Linked DNA regions of Mus musculus: region 2 is linked to region 1. Evidence: chromatin contacts called from public Hi-C data. All regions are on one chromosome and are shown on one strand. Each heading gives the region's core, a stretch centred on a gene start, on an enhancer-like site or on the middle of the called end of the contact. The rest is flanking DNA. Distances are from core to core; before and after follow the strand shown.

Region 1 (5,983 bases), core at 1,247-3,746:
CCCAGAGGGGCCTGCGGTTGGGGCAGCCTCAGAGAAAGCAGTCCCTAAATAGCTGCAGCTGTAGCTAGAGGCCTGCCCATGACGAACTGCGTGCAGATGACTTTCTGCTACCGATGCTTGCATGTTTGTGATTGTTAATGGGATATTAATGTTTAGTCTGTCATTAGTCAACAGGCAGAGCTCGCCCTGCAGGAGGCAATTAGGATTGCCCAGGAGTCCAACGATCACGTGTGTCTGCAGCACTGTTTGGTGAGGCCGTCCTCTGGTCTTGGGATTTTGCTCAGGGGTTGAGTTGGCCTCCCGAAGGCCCAGTTTCAATCAGGTGGTTTTGCAGTGGGATCAAAGGTCCTTAGCAGTGAGGGTAAATTATGTAGGTGGACACAAGGACTCACAGGGAGCCCCACAGTCATATAGTTTTCTTAATTTGTGGCATTTGTTCTGCTTGGAGCACTTTGTATCTCTCCAGCATGACATTGACGTTGGCATGCGTGAGATGATGTACTTTCCTGGGAACTGGGTGAGATACTGGTGTAGCAAACAGTTACCAAGTATAGAGAGGGTGGAGAGGCACTCAATCACCCGTGACTCTCAGCTCAGTTCAATGCCGGACGGGGGCTTTATGCTTCCTTCTGACATGTCTACCACTCAGGGCTGTCAGAGAATGCCGACCAATTGCTTGTTTATCTCAGTCTGGCTTCGATAAAGCTTTTAATATGCCTAACGGGTTTCATAGCACAGTATTGTAGAGGGTTTATCTTGTCCCTTTAAAATGCTTCCTTATGTCCACATTGCTATTTCACTGGAGATCCGCCATTGCCATTGTTATGACGCCTTTGATGGTTCTCTTGCCAGAGCTGGCTTTATGTGCTGGGGCAGAAGAGAGCCGATAGCTATGTTCTGCTGGAGCACTCTGTGAAGAAAGCAGTACATTTTGGGTTACCGGTAAGGCTCATCTTTCTGTGAGATTGTTACAATTAGTGGTGTTGAGCCGTTGTCTCTTCTTCTGCCCACCTTTGTCATGAACCGGCGAGACTTAGAGTGGGTATTCCTACGTGTGGTCTCGTTGTTGGTTGTTTTCTGACTTTAATTATTAATCACACCACTAAATTCTGTTGGGTAGGTTTCTCTCTATTCCCTTTGTCCTAATAACATCTGTGAGAGCTCCACTTATCGACTTGATAAGAGATCTTTGTTTAATTTATTGAGCAACACTTAGTACATTTGCACTTAGGCAATTTGTAGAAATGGGCTTTTTTCTTCTTTTCTAGTACTGGGGATAGAACTCAGCACCTCATACACGCTAGGCAAGTGCTGTGCCACTGAGCTACATCTCCAGCCCTGGGAACGCTGAAGTTAAACCAGGGGTTGGCAAACTACAGCTTGTGTATTAAGTCTGGTGCTCTGTTCGTCTGCATACAGCTGTTGAGCCAAAAAACATTTACATGTTTAGATGGACGGAGCCGGAGAACAGCCACAACTGAGCAGAGACCAGTGTGGCCTGCAACATGAAATCTGCTCTCACCCTTGCTAAAAAGTTTGCTGACCCTTGTTTTAACTCGTAAGCCTGACGGGAAGACCTGTTCCTCTCATTCTGCATGACAGGAAGAGGCTGAGTTGTTACTTCAGTGACACAGAAGCCGTGCTAAGGGCGTGGTCCGTGTGCAGAAAGTAGGACTGGCTTTGGGGTGTAGACTGCTATTGGAAGAACATTATTCTGTCTCAGCCTCTGCTGAATCCGTGACCATAGACCATAAGATCTCTTCCGCCCATTCTCTGGAAGTTTGCAGCAAGATTGAGAACAACTTACAGTAATGTTTGTTCAGTCTGTGCATTACCTGTGTGCTTTCTTCTGGGAAAGGAAAGAAACACATGGACTGAATTGAAGTGGCTCTTTATAGACTGATAAAGATACTCTAGCTGTGGATTTAAACGGCTTGTTTAGATGGGCTTCTTACCCTCGAGGAGAATCCCAGACAGAAGCTAAGAAGAGAACTTGTTGCTCATGACAGGCGTCCTTCCCTTTATGTCCTGTTACCTAATATGCAAGCACTGTTTGCTCTATTATCTCATTGTAATCCTTACCACGGTTCTCTATGATAGGTTTGATGCCCATTTTACAGATGAGGAAGCTGAGGCTTAGCTAAGAAGCTAAGTGACTGGCCCTAAGTCACACAGTAAGTAGCAGAGGCAGTGTCTAAGTCCAGGTTACCTAATGCTGAAGGTCTGGCTCTTTGCCATGTACCCTCTGCTTCTCTTTCAGCCCTAGCGTTTCAGGAACATAGCTCTCATGGGTCAGGGCTGAGGTCAGGTCATAGGTTCTTTAAGTAGAGCTGTCACTGTGCATGTGCTGAAATGTGAAATCCACCACATTTCTGAAGAGCAAAACAAATTCTGTCATGTAATCTCTATCTTGGGTCGTGGGTATATCTGTCCCCTTAGTACCTCGCCTCCCTGGGAATACAGTCCCTTGTTCAACAGAGAGCTTTTGCTGGGAAGACGGCCAACAAACTGATGGATGCCCTAAAGGACTCTGACCTCCTGCACTGGAAACACAGCCTGTCAGAACTTATCGATATCAGCATTGCACAGAAAACGGCCATCTGGAGGCTGTACGGCCGCAGGTAGGTCTCCAGGCAGCCTGCCAGAGCCACGGAGGTGTGGAGCCTTTAGAGAGAAGCAGGCGCTATGGAAATGGTCACCGAGGGGTTAGAGAAAACGCTTCACCATCTGGAGACATTTTGTAGTCTGCATGAACTTGAGCAGAGTCTTCCCCATGTTCACAGTTCACTGTCCCCGGCTGCTCTGTGTTTAACCAACCGCTGGGTGATCTCTCCTCTGGTTCGCACATTTCCTCTCTAGCTCATGGGTATACTTGAGCAGTGACCAGCTGGCACTCACACCTCAATCACCTGACCCTGAGCTAAGAGCCCCCCTTCCTGTTCGCATGCTGCATGGCCTCCTTGTGCAAGTCCAGTGCCCCTCCCCACAGCTGCTTGTGTAGACGAGGTTGCTTCTCTGGACAGCTGCAGCCACTGTCTGTTTTCCACTCAGCCACCTGCAGTTTGGAAGTAAACTTCTGAACTAGACTTTCCCTTGGAGCCCAGTCTTAATCTCACACATCCCCTAGACAACCTGCTGTTTCTAGGAATTCCGTAATGAAGGGAGCGCCTCTTTACCAGTCTTGTTTTTGTATTTCAGATAATTTTTTGGCACGGTGTGCTCTGAAACAGCTGCCGACACTGGCCACTGCCTGCATTGCCAGAGCAGCCGGTGCCAGGATGGCATCGGGTCTGAATTTACCCGTGAAACCTAATTAGCATCCTGTGACCTCAGGGAACATCGAGGGTGGGGAGGTGGGGGTGGGGATCTGGGTGCCAAGTGCTCCCAGCTATGTTGACCTTCTCTACATTTCCTTGGGGCCTCCTCGGCCTGAGGGCTGGAGAGCTGGCATGGGGAGGAGTTGCTTCCACACATCCAGAGCCGCAAGGGTTAATTTTCTTGCCTCTCCACTGAGGATAACTGTAGGGCATGGCTCAGGGGCAGCCTGGGTCTGCTGCCTTTATAAAGGGGGACCTGTCCCCTCCTCTCCTCACCCAGCACCATGGCACTGCAACAAGCCCAGATGTTGCTGAGCATGAACAGCCTGGAGTCGCTGAATGCGGGTGTGCAGCAGAACAATACTGAGTCCTTTGCCGTCGCTCTCTGCCATCTTGCAGAGCTCCATGCAGAACAGGTAGGTCGGTTGTGTTAGTGTGTGCTCTGTTGCTATGGCAGCACTGCGGAGGAAAGCAGCTTGGAAGGAAGCCCATGCTCCATGGTCTCTACCGAGGCCTGCGCTCTCGTTGGCCCATCATGGCCACACCTTCAGGGTGGAGCATGGGGGCCTGAAGTGCTTCTGGGGCACTGGGGCTCTGCTATTTCCTTCCTCGTGCTTGAGAGAAGCACTGGGTATGTCTCAGTGGGCCTGGTTGGTGTAGGTTGCTGAAGAATGAAATCCCCCATGGAGATAGTTTGAATATGCCACATTTGTCAAACACTGGGTGTTTTGACATCGGTGAAGGGAACATGAGCTTGACTACTGGTTTTCAAGAAGCGGAATAGGTTGGGTATGGTGGTGCACCCGAGGACAGCCTGGTCTACATAGTGAGGTCCCAGACAGCCAGGGCTATCCTGGCTGGAGAGACCCTGTCACAAAAACAAAAACCAAATGGTAAACTAAAGGAGATGGAAACTTAATGCAGCAGAGATGTTTGTGTGTGTGTGGAGAGGAGAGTTGGCTAATCCAGGCAGCACAGTGATAACAAACGTTCTCTTGGCTCTGAGCCAGGCCCGCCTGCGCTGGATGCTTTGTGTGTGTTAGCTTGCTGAATCCTTTGTAGCCTCATGAGCTCAGTGGGTTTTATTCCTGCTCCATAGAATAAGAATCTGGCTGGGCGTGGTGGCGCACACCTTTAGTCCCAGCACTTGGGAGACAGAGGCAGGCGGATTTCTGAGTTCAAGGCCAGCCTGGTCTACAGAGTGAGTTTATGGACAGCCAGGGGTATACCCTGTCTTGAAAAACAACAACAACAAAACAACAAAAAGAAAAAAAGATTCTGAGGTCCAGGGGATTTAAGTGTCTATCTACCAGTACACGTCAGTTCTGTTTCCAGCCCAAAGGACAGTGAGGATTGGACGTGACCCTGACTTTTGTCCACATAATTATACACAGTTCTCTTCATAGGAAGCTAAAGTCCTGATGCTGCCTCAGAGACCCCTTAGCTCAAAGGTCTCCTGGAAGAGTTATGGGGACTCTGAGTCTTCTTCTCACAGAACAAGCTGCGGGTTAGGCCAGTCTCCTTCCTCCCAGTATCTCTCCTCACTCTTGTGGTCTCCATCATTGTTAGGTGTAGACCCCATCTATACAGTAAAGATCTCTCTGACTAATACAGGAAGGTTGGACTCTGATGGGACCTGTGTGTCCCCATTGGCTGCTGTCGTCCTATGCTCGCTCCCTGAGGTGTTTGTTCCTCTTATCTTTTCCCAGGGCAAAGGGCAAACCATCTGTATTTACTCTCTGCTGTCTTCTAGGAATCTCATGTTACTCTTTTGTTTGTTTGTTTGATTCCTCCTTCTTGGCACTGGAGCTTCAAGTGTTCCCTCCTCCCCTGCAGAGAGAGAGAGAGAGAGAGAGAGAGAGAGAGAGAGAGTGTGTGTGTGTGTCCCAGGGGCTCCTCAAACTTTTTTTTAAAGATTTATTTTATTAATATATGTAAGTACACTGTAGCTGTCTTCAGACACTCCAGAAGAGGGAGTCAGATCTTGTTACTGATGGTTGTGAGCCACCATGTGGTTGCTGGGATTTGAACTTTGGACCTTCAGAAGAGCAGTCGGGTGCTCTTACCCACTGAGCCATCTCACCAGCCCTTTTTTTTTTTTTTTTTTTTTTTTTTTTGGTTTTTCGAGACAGGGTTTCTCTGTATAACCCTGGCTGTCCTGGAACTCACTTTGTAGACCAGGCTGGCCTTGAACTCAGAAATCCTCCTGCCTCTGCCTCCCAAGTGCTGGCATTAAAGGCATGTGCCACCACTGCCCGGCCCAAACTCTTTACTAAATGTGCCACTTAACTATGGTATCAGGAGAAAAGATAGACACTAAAGAAATTTCAGCACCATTCTGTATGTAAGCACAGAAGGCAGAGGTAGGACGGTAGAGTTCTAAACCAGCTCTGAGGCCAGAGGGCACCATGGGTGTCATTCTGTAGGTGCTGTCTACATTGCCTTCTGAGACAGGGTTTCTCACTGGCCTGGGCCAGCAAGCCATGAAGATCCGCCTCTTTGTGTTTCTTTAGTTCTAGGATTACAAGCTCACGTTACCACAACCAGTTTTTCATTTCTTAATGTTCTTGGGATTAAATTCATAACTGCAGAGGACATACTAAGCCCTTCTCCAAGGTTGTCGGCCCCTTTCTTGTCCTGACTGACCGACCGACCGACCGACCGAC
Region 2 (6,523 bases), core at 1,922-4,421, 140 kb before region 1:
TGGAGGTATGATGTTGTTGACTAAAGTCTCGACAAACGAGGTTGAGGCTAACTTTTGGGGTTCAAAATACTTACAGATGATTTCATTTGAACACACCTGAATTCACCTGTAAATTGTAGTTGCCAAGAGATGGCTTCTATAAGAATTAATAAACCGAGGCCTGGAAAGCCCTTAGAGAGTAACTTGGGGAGGTCACAAGTGTAGCCTGGCTAAGAAGTTGCATCGTGCTGGGCAGTGGTGGCGCACGCCTTTAATCCCAGCACTAAGGAGGCAGAGATAGGCGGATTTCTGAGTTGGAGGCCAGCCTGGTCTATAGAGTGAGTTCCAGGACAGCCAGGGCTACACAGAGAAACCCTGTCTCAAAAACCAAAAAAAAAAAAAAAAGTGCATTGTGCAGAAGGGATACCTGCCACAGACTGCACTTAGTACATGAGGAAAATGGGTGAGGGAAGCTGGGATGAGGTACAAGCATCCTTTGACTAAGGAGAGAACTTGGAAATGGGCCTGGCAGGATTTCATGCAAACATGATGTGCCTAGGTTCCATAGTCATTCCTCCAAGCTGTCCCATATGAGCCCCACAGGGACCAGTGTTCCAAGGAGTGACTAAGAAAAGGCTGAGGAGAGATAGATGTACAGCTCAGGAGGGACCTCCTACCTTCTGGCTCAGCATGATGCTGGGACCAGGGCCATCTGTTCCTGGCTCCAGCCAAGTCCCAGTCGGAAGGTTTGATCATTGAGGTCTTCAATACAGGCACTTGCCTGCCACATCCCAGCACCTGCCTTGAGTTAGCTGGGGGTCTCTAGGGGTTGTTGGCTGCATCCCTCGGGCTGACTGGGAGCCTTGGTTTCTGCATCACATGTCCTTGCACATCCGTGTCCCCTGTGCCCTCCTGTGTTCCATCTTTTCCCTCCCTCCAGTCTTATGAGAGGAGTCAGGGCTCACCCTCCCTCTGCCCTCCCCACTCAGGTTGGATCCATGCGGTTTATACGCCTGTGGACTCTCTGGTGTTCGGCGGGAACATCCTGCATAGCTTCAACGTGCCCATGCAGCTGCGGATCTACGAGATCGAGGACAGGACCCGGGTAAGAGGCACCTTCTTTCCCGGCCTTTCTCCGCGCTCTTCAGTTCCCTCCCACTCCTGCCCCTGGTCTCAGGTTGGGCCTTGGTTCTGTCTCTCCAGTAAGCTGTCAGACCATCCCCAAGAACCTGTCCCCAAATCTCTGGAGTTTCTGTTCAAGTTCAGGCGTAGGCAGACAGAATCCTCAGTGGAGAAGGTTCGGCATCCTGATTGTGCATGTCTGTAACCTCAGCACTTGGGAAGTAGAGGCAGGAGGATCAGAAGTTCAAAGCCAACCACGGCTACATAGGGTGGGACTAGTCTGAGATATGTTTCCTCAATAAAAAACAAAAAAACAAAATCAAAACCAACCCTTTATGGAGCCACTGTTTCTCTATCTGTACCTGAACAAGTGTCTGTGTTTGTGTATCTTGAGAGAACAGCAGGAAATGGGAACACCCGACCTTTCTCCTCTTTGCTAATCTAGAAAGAAAGTGTGTGGCACTTTCTGTTGTTCTGGTTGCTGTAGTTTGCAGGGCATAGGGAGGCTTTGCAAAAGGCCCAGGCTGGTCCAAGATCACATCTCTCCTAAGCGTTTCCTTGGGAAACTGAAGTCTGTTGGGGAGGAAGCTGGTATCCGGGTCTCTCGTCCTGTTTCTGAGCTCTGGGGCCACGGCTTCCCCGTGCCCATCCTCACTGCCAACTCAGGTCACGCTTTCTTGGCTAGGAAATCCCTCCCAAAATGAGGGTCGACGGTGCCTTTTGTTCTGGAGTTTTCCCTGAGTTATCTTTGATGGTTAGCTAGGGCTTGGCCACCCTCTTTCCAGTGCCGTGCCCTGACGCCATGTCGTCAGGCATGTGAGACAGGTTCAAGGGTGAGGAACTGAAGCCCTGGGATAAAAAGAGCTTATGGCATCATAGCTTTTTTTTTTCTTTGAATTTAGCTATAACTCACATGCTGTAAAAATTTGCCATTTGAGATGTACAATTCTGTTTTTTTTTATTATTTTTTTTAATTTTTTTTGAGACAGGGTTTTTTTCTGTGTATCCCTGGCTGTCTTGGAACTCACTCTGTAGACCAGGCTGGCCTTGAACTCAGAAATCCACCTGCCTCTGCCTCCCAAGTGCTGGGATCAAAGGCGTGCACCACCACTACCTGGTACTATTCTGTATTTTTAGTGTGTGGCCATTTAGTTCTAACACGTTTCACGTACCCCATCTACACACCAAGGAACCCCCATATCCATTAGCAGTCATTGTTCTTTTTCTCTTTCTCCAACTCCTGACAGCCCTGATAGAACCTCCAGGCTTAGTGAATTTGCCAGTTTGCTAAGAATGGAATCATTTAATATGTGACCTTTCATATCTGGATTCTTTCACTCAGCATGATGGTTCCAAGGTATATCCCTGGGTAGCCATAGCCAGCCCATCTCATAACTGAATAGAACTCTATGGCATGGACAAACCACATGTCATTTCTCCTGGAAATTTGCCTCAGATGAGGCTTTTTTAAAAATTTATTTTATATATGTGAGTAACACTGTAGCTGTCTTCAGACACACCAGAAGAGGGCATTAGATGCCCATTCCAGATGGTTGAGAGCTACCATATGGCTGCTGGGAATTGAACTCAGGACCTCTGGAAGAGCGGTCAGTGTTCTTAACTGCTGCCCCCAGAGGTAGCTTTTTGACCCTGAAGAAGTGTTGGCAAGCTTGGCCTCTGTAAAGAAATACCTCACACCGCTCTTGTCAGAATGTATCTTTCTGGTCTTGTCTTCAGCTCTCCGTTTTCACGGATTGATACACTGGAGTCTAACGATACACTGGAGTCTAAGCAGGAGGTGTTTAGGATGCCCAGGGCGTTTGTGCATTTAGGACTTGGGATACCCAGCTCTACATTGTCCTGGGCCAAGATCCTATGCAGACTTCCCATTTCATAGACTTCTTCCCCCTTCCCCTGGTCACCCATCTAAGAAGGTCCACAGGGGCCAGATCTGTAGCACGTGCAGGAGAAAAGTCACTAATTGGGCACAAATAGTCACTTTTCCGTCTGAGTCAAATGCGCTCTGGGCTCCAGCCAACTGTTCTTTGGTCAGCCCTGAAAACCAGCCCAGTTTGTGAGCAGCAGACCAGCAGGTGTGGATGGAAACCCAGCACTCTAGAGGAGAGGTCAGGCCCAGGCTTTCTAGGCAGTTCCTGAAAGCCAGAATCAGACTGGGACTTCTCAAGACTTTGGCAACTTGCTGGGTAGCTGTCCCCTCCCATGGGAATATGATTGTGTATCTAAGTGCATCTGCTCCTTCCCCCATCTACTCGCCCCCCCCCCCCCAACGTAGTCCATAATTCCCAGGAGAGGAGCCTAGCCCCCCCCCCCCAAACTGGTATCACTCAAGGCAGGAGTCATGGTAATAGACCCATAGACCCGCCCCCAACTCTCCCAGGGCATGGTGCTGTTTACACTGAAGTGTCTCACCCCTTCAAGATGCACATCAGTTCCCTCCCTGCAAGGGCCCTTGGTCCTTAGTCTCTAAGGGGGATCCTATCTGCCTTCTCTGAAGCAGGTTGTTGGCTGGAGGGCTTGGGAGGGATGGCTGGGAGGCAGGCAGCTGTGCTGAAGGCAACAGCAGGCATTTTAATCTGCTTTGATTTCTGGTCTTTGGAGAGGGGCTTGGCTGCAAGGCCCAGTTGTTTATGTCTTGGGAGCCAAAAGCAGACAAAGGGCCCTGGAGGGAGTCCTGGAAGTCCGATAAAAATGCCAGGACTCTCTGTCAGCCTGATACAGCTCAATTCTCCCCATCCCTATCAGCTCCTCTAAGAGAACTATGGGCATTTAAAAATAGTTTGTCCCAGAGCGTTCTGAGGCATGGGAACAAACGAAGGAGGTTGGCCAGAGAAAAGGCAGTGTATGAGTCCCTCACCCTGCTTGTGGGTTTGACTTTAGAAAAGGTATTTGCCTTTGTAGCTCTAGGTGGCGGCAAGATGGGCTATCTAGACCTAAAACCCCAAATGTCTCCCCCACATAGGAAATAGTTTCATTTTTTTCTGGGCCACAGGATAGGTGGCACTTACTCTCCAGAATCATGAGGGCCCCTCCCTTAGAAGGCAGGTTCAGGCCTCTGGGGAAACGGATAGAACACCAAATCTCCCGCTCTGAAGAAGAGTGTGATAGAGCGGGACCGGAATAAGCTGCCGCGAGCGTCACCACCACCATGACACCCTTTTAGCTCCACTTAGCTACCGAGTGTAGGAAGAATGGTCCAGATGATCACTCACTCGCTCATCAAACTGCTGTCTCACGCTTTATCTTTTCTTTCCTTAATGGCTCTAGTGAAATCAGCTTTCCCAGAAAAGGTAATGCCGGCAACCCCTTGCGTCCCCTCCCTTTGCAGCCAGTGACTCTGTTTGGAAACCTCGCCAACTATTTACCTCTCCCTTCCCCTCCCTCCCGCCATTGGACTTTTATTTTCCCCATTGATTTTTTTTTTTCCAGGAGAACAACAAAGTTTAAGATCCCTCCGCCCACCCTTGCATCTTAATTTTTTAAGACCTGGGCATTGCGGGAGCACGGGGTTCTGTCTCTTCAGCTTTTCCTCTAGAGGCTGTTTAACTCTTGGGTGACTCATGCCTCTGAGGAATGAATGACTTAGGCCAGGCAGGTGCCACTTAAATGGGCCTTTGGAACTCCAGTTGGACCCTTGAGACCCACTGTTGATGAACGACATGTACTCTAGGCTGGGCACAGGGCCTTCTTTGCAACTACCTTGTTCTTTGTGTTGGATGGAAGTTGGCTTAACAACTCCATTTGATGAGGCTCCAGGTTTGTCGCCAAATAATATTGAGCAATTGTGTGTTTAATGTTCCCAGGCTATGTGGCTGGAACCTTTTGAAGGCGAAGGGTAGAAAGCGACAACCTGTTTGTAAGTTTATTTTTTTTGCAAAAAATTTTTCCTGCAGTCCTCTCTTGGAAAAAAAAAAAAAAGAAAGAAAAGTAAATTACTCCCCCTGCCCCACCTAAAAACAAAAACCAAAAAACTAAACCAAGTCGAATTATTTCTTTTGTATTTGTCTTCACCCAATTAGTTTCCCTTGGGTTCAGCAACAAAGAGGGGAGATTTGCCTTCCTCTTCTGAAATAAATCCACCCCCCACCCCCCAACTAGAAGGATTCTCTGGTGTCACAGTGTCCATCACAGCACAGTGGCGTGGACAGTCTCAAATTTTTTTTTTTGGAAAGCAAAGAGTTGGAAGTGTGTTTGATACATCCCATCTACCGTTGGGAGGTGTGAACTCGGGGCTCTGGGTTCCTCCGCTTGCAATTTTAGGGATTGGCAATTTGTTTCAAAATCCTTTGACTCCTGACTCCGTCTCCGGAATAGGGACAGGGCTGAGCCCCTCCCCTCAAACCTTTCATCCTAGGAAGTCAAGGTCTACCTCAATCTCAAGAGCCCCCTCCCCCCGTGTAAACCCAGGGGGCCACTGATCAGTCACCCTGAAACCGGGCTTCTCAGAAAGTAGCTGGAGCCAAGGAAAACGCTAGCATATGCCCCCTCCTCCGTGCATTCCCCCAAGGAGCTGAAAAGCATGCTGCGACCATGATCTCATTCCTCAACACCCCATCCACCACTGCAGGGAAATGAAACAGCAGGAGGAGGCGGAACCTGTGGGGAAAAGGGGTCGAGAGCCAAGAGGTTAGCTGAGGTACCTGAGGTGGGGAGGTCTTTTCCAGCTGGGCGCTTAGAGAATACAGGGAAACCACATTTAAGGTCGCCCAGGAATCTGGTGGGTTCATATTTGATGTTGCTGAAAAGGTGCCAGGGAAATGTAATGCTGTCAGCATAGAAGGGGTACCTGAGGCTAGGGGGTGCTCGCTGAAGGATGAGAGAGGTCAGGAGCCAGCGAGCTCTGACCTTCACAGATACCTTTGGAAACTAAGAACTCTGTGTAGTCCCATGGTGAGTGTTTGGAGGAGGAGAGCGCCCCACAGTGGGCCATGAGCTCACTTTCCTAGGCCTTACTGCTTCCATGCCCTTTAAGAGTGTAGGTTCCAGAAGGGTCCTCCATGCTGATGCCATCTGTGGGGATATTCCTCTTGTCTTTCTTTTTTCTTTTTTTAAAGATTTGTTTATTTCATGTATGTGAGTACACTGTCGCTGTCTTCAGACACAGCAGAAGAGAGCATCAGATCCCGTCACAGATGGTTGTGAGCCACCATGTGGTTGCTGGGAATTGAACTCCGGACCTTTGGAAGGGCAGTCAATGCTCTTAACCGCTGAGCCATCTCTCCAGCTCCTTTCTTCCTTTCATTGCCAGTCCCTGTGCAGAGCCCACACTGCCAACGCCCATCAGAATTTACTTCAGGGCCTCACATTTTACAGTTGGTCTATGCACTATCTCTCACTTGTAAGAAACAGCCAAGAGGGCCCTCTATTGTCACTTTGCCATAGGACCCCAAGGTACCCCTCCTCC

What was found. A called contact is a pair of places that touch in the nucleus more often than the background predicts.
Region 2: a Hi-C map of liver shows a contact between it and region 1, with 3 times the contacts expected there. The contact joins two enhancer-like sites. A contact is called at or near these places in 1 of 484 Hi-C or Micro-C datasets (liver), 2 of 115 datasets of contacts at active chromatin or transcription factors (embryonic stem cells and extraembryonic endoderm stem cells) and 3 of 9 other capture datasets (adipose tissue, embryonic stem cells and pancreatic islet).

The regions. Positions count from the first base shown.
Region 1 is chr5:122,797,089-122,803,071 of GRCm38.p6, reverse strand. Anapc5 (anaphase-promoting complex subunit 5) reads left to right here. Exons shown (of 17, transcript NM_021505.3): 8 at 168-249; 9 at 853-942; 10 at 2,440-2,621; 11 at 3,598-3,733. Among named protein-coding and RNA genes, the nearest start is that of Camkk2, 21 kb to the right of the region's middle. Within about 2 kb of position 2,496, at least 80 of the 459 cell types and tissues checked have an H3K27ac peak or open chromatin away from gene starts, as enhancers often do. A contact at or near this core is called in liver, where this site is marked.
Region 2 is chr5:122,935,514-122,942,036 of GRCm38.p6, reverse strand. It overlaps Kdm2b (lysine (K)-specific demethylase 2B), which reads left to right. Exons shown (of 23, transcript NM_001003953.2): 9 at 969-1,084. Gm33118 (a long non-coding RNA gene) reads right to left here and starts at 378. Exons shown (of 4, transcript XR_003955795.1): 1 at 1-378. Within about 2 kb of position 3,171, at least 8 of the 459 cell types and tissues checked have an H3K27ac peak or open chromatin away from gene starts, as enhancers often do. A contact at or near this core is called in liver, where this site is marked.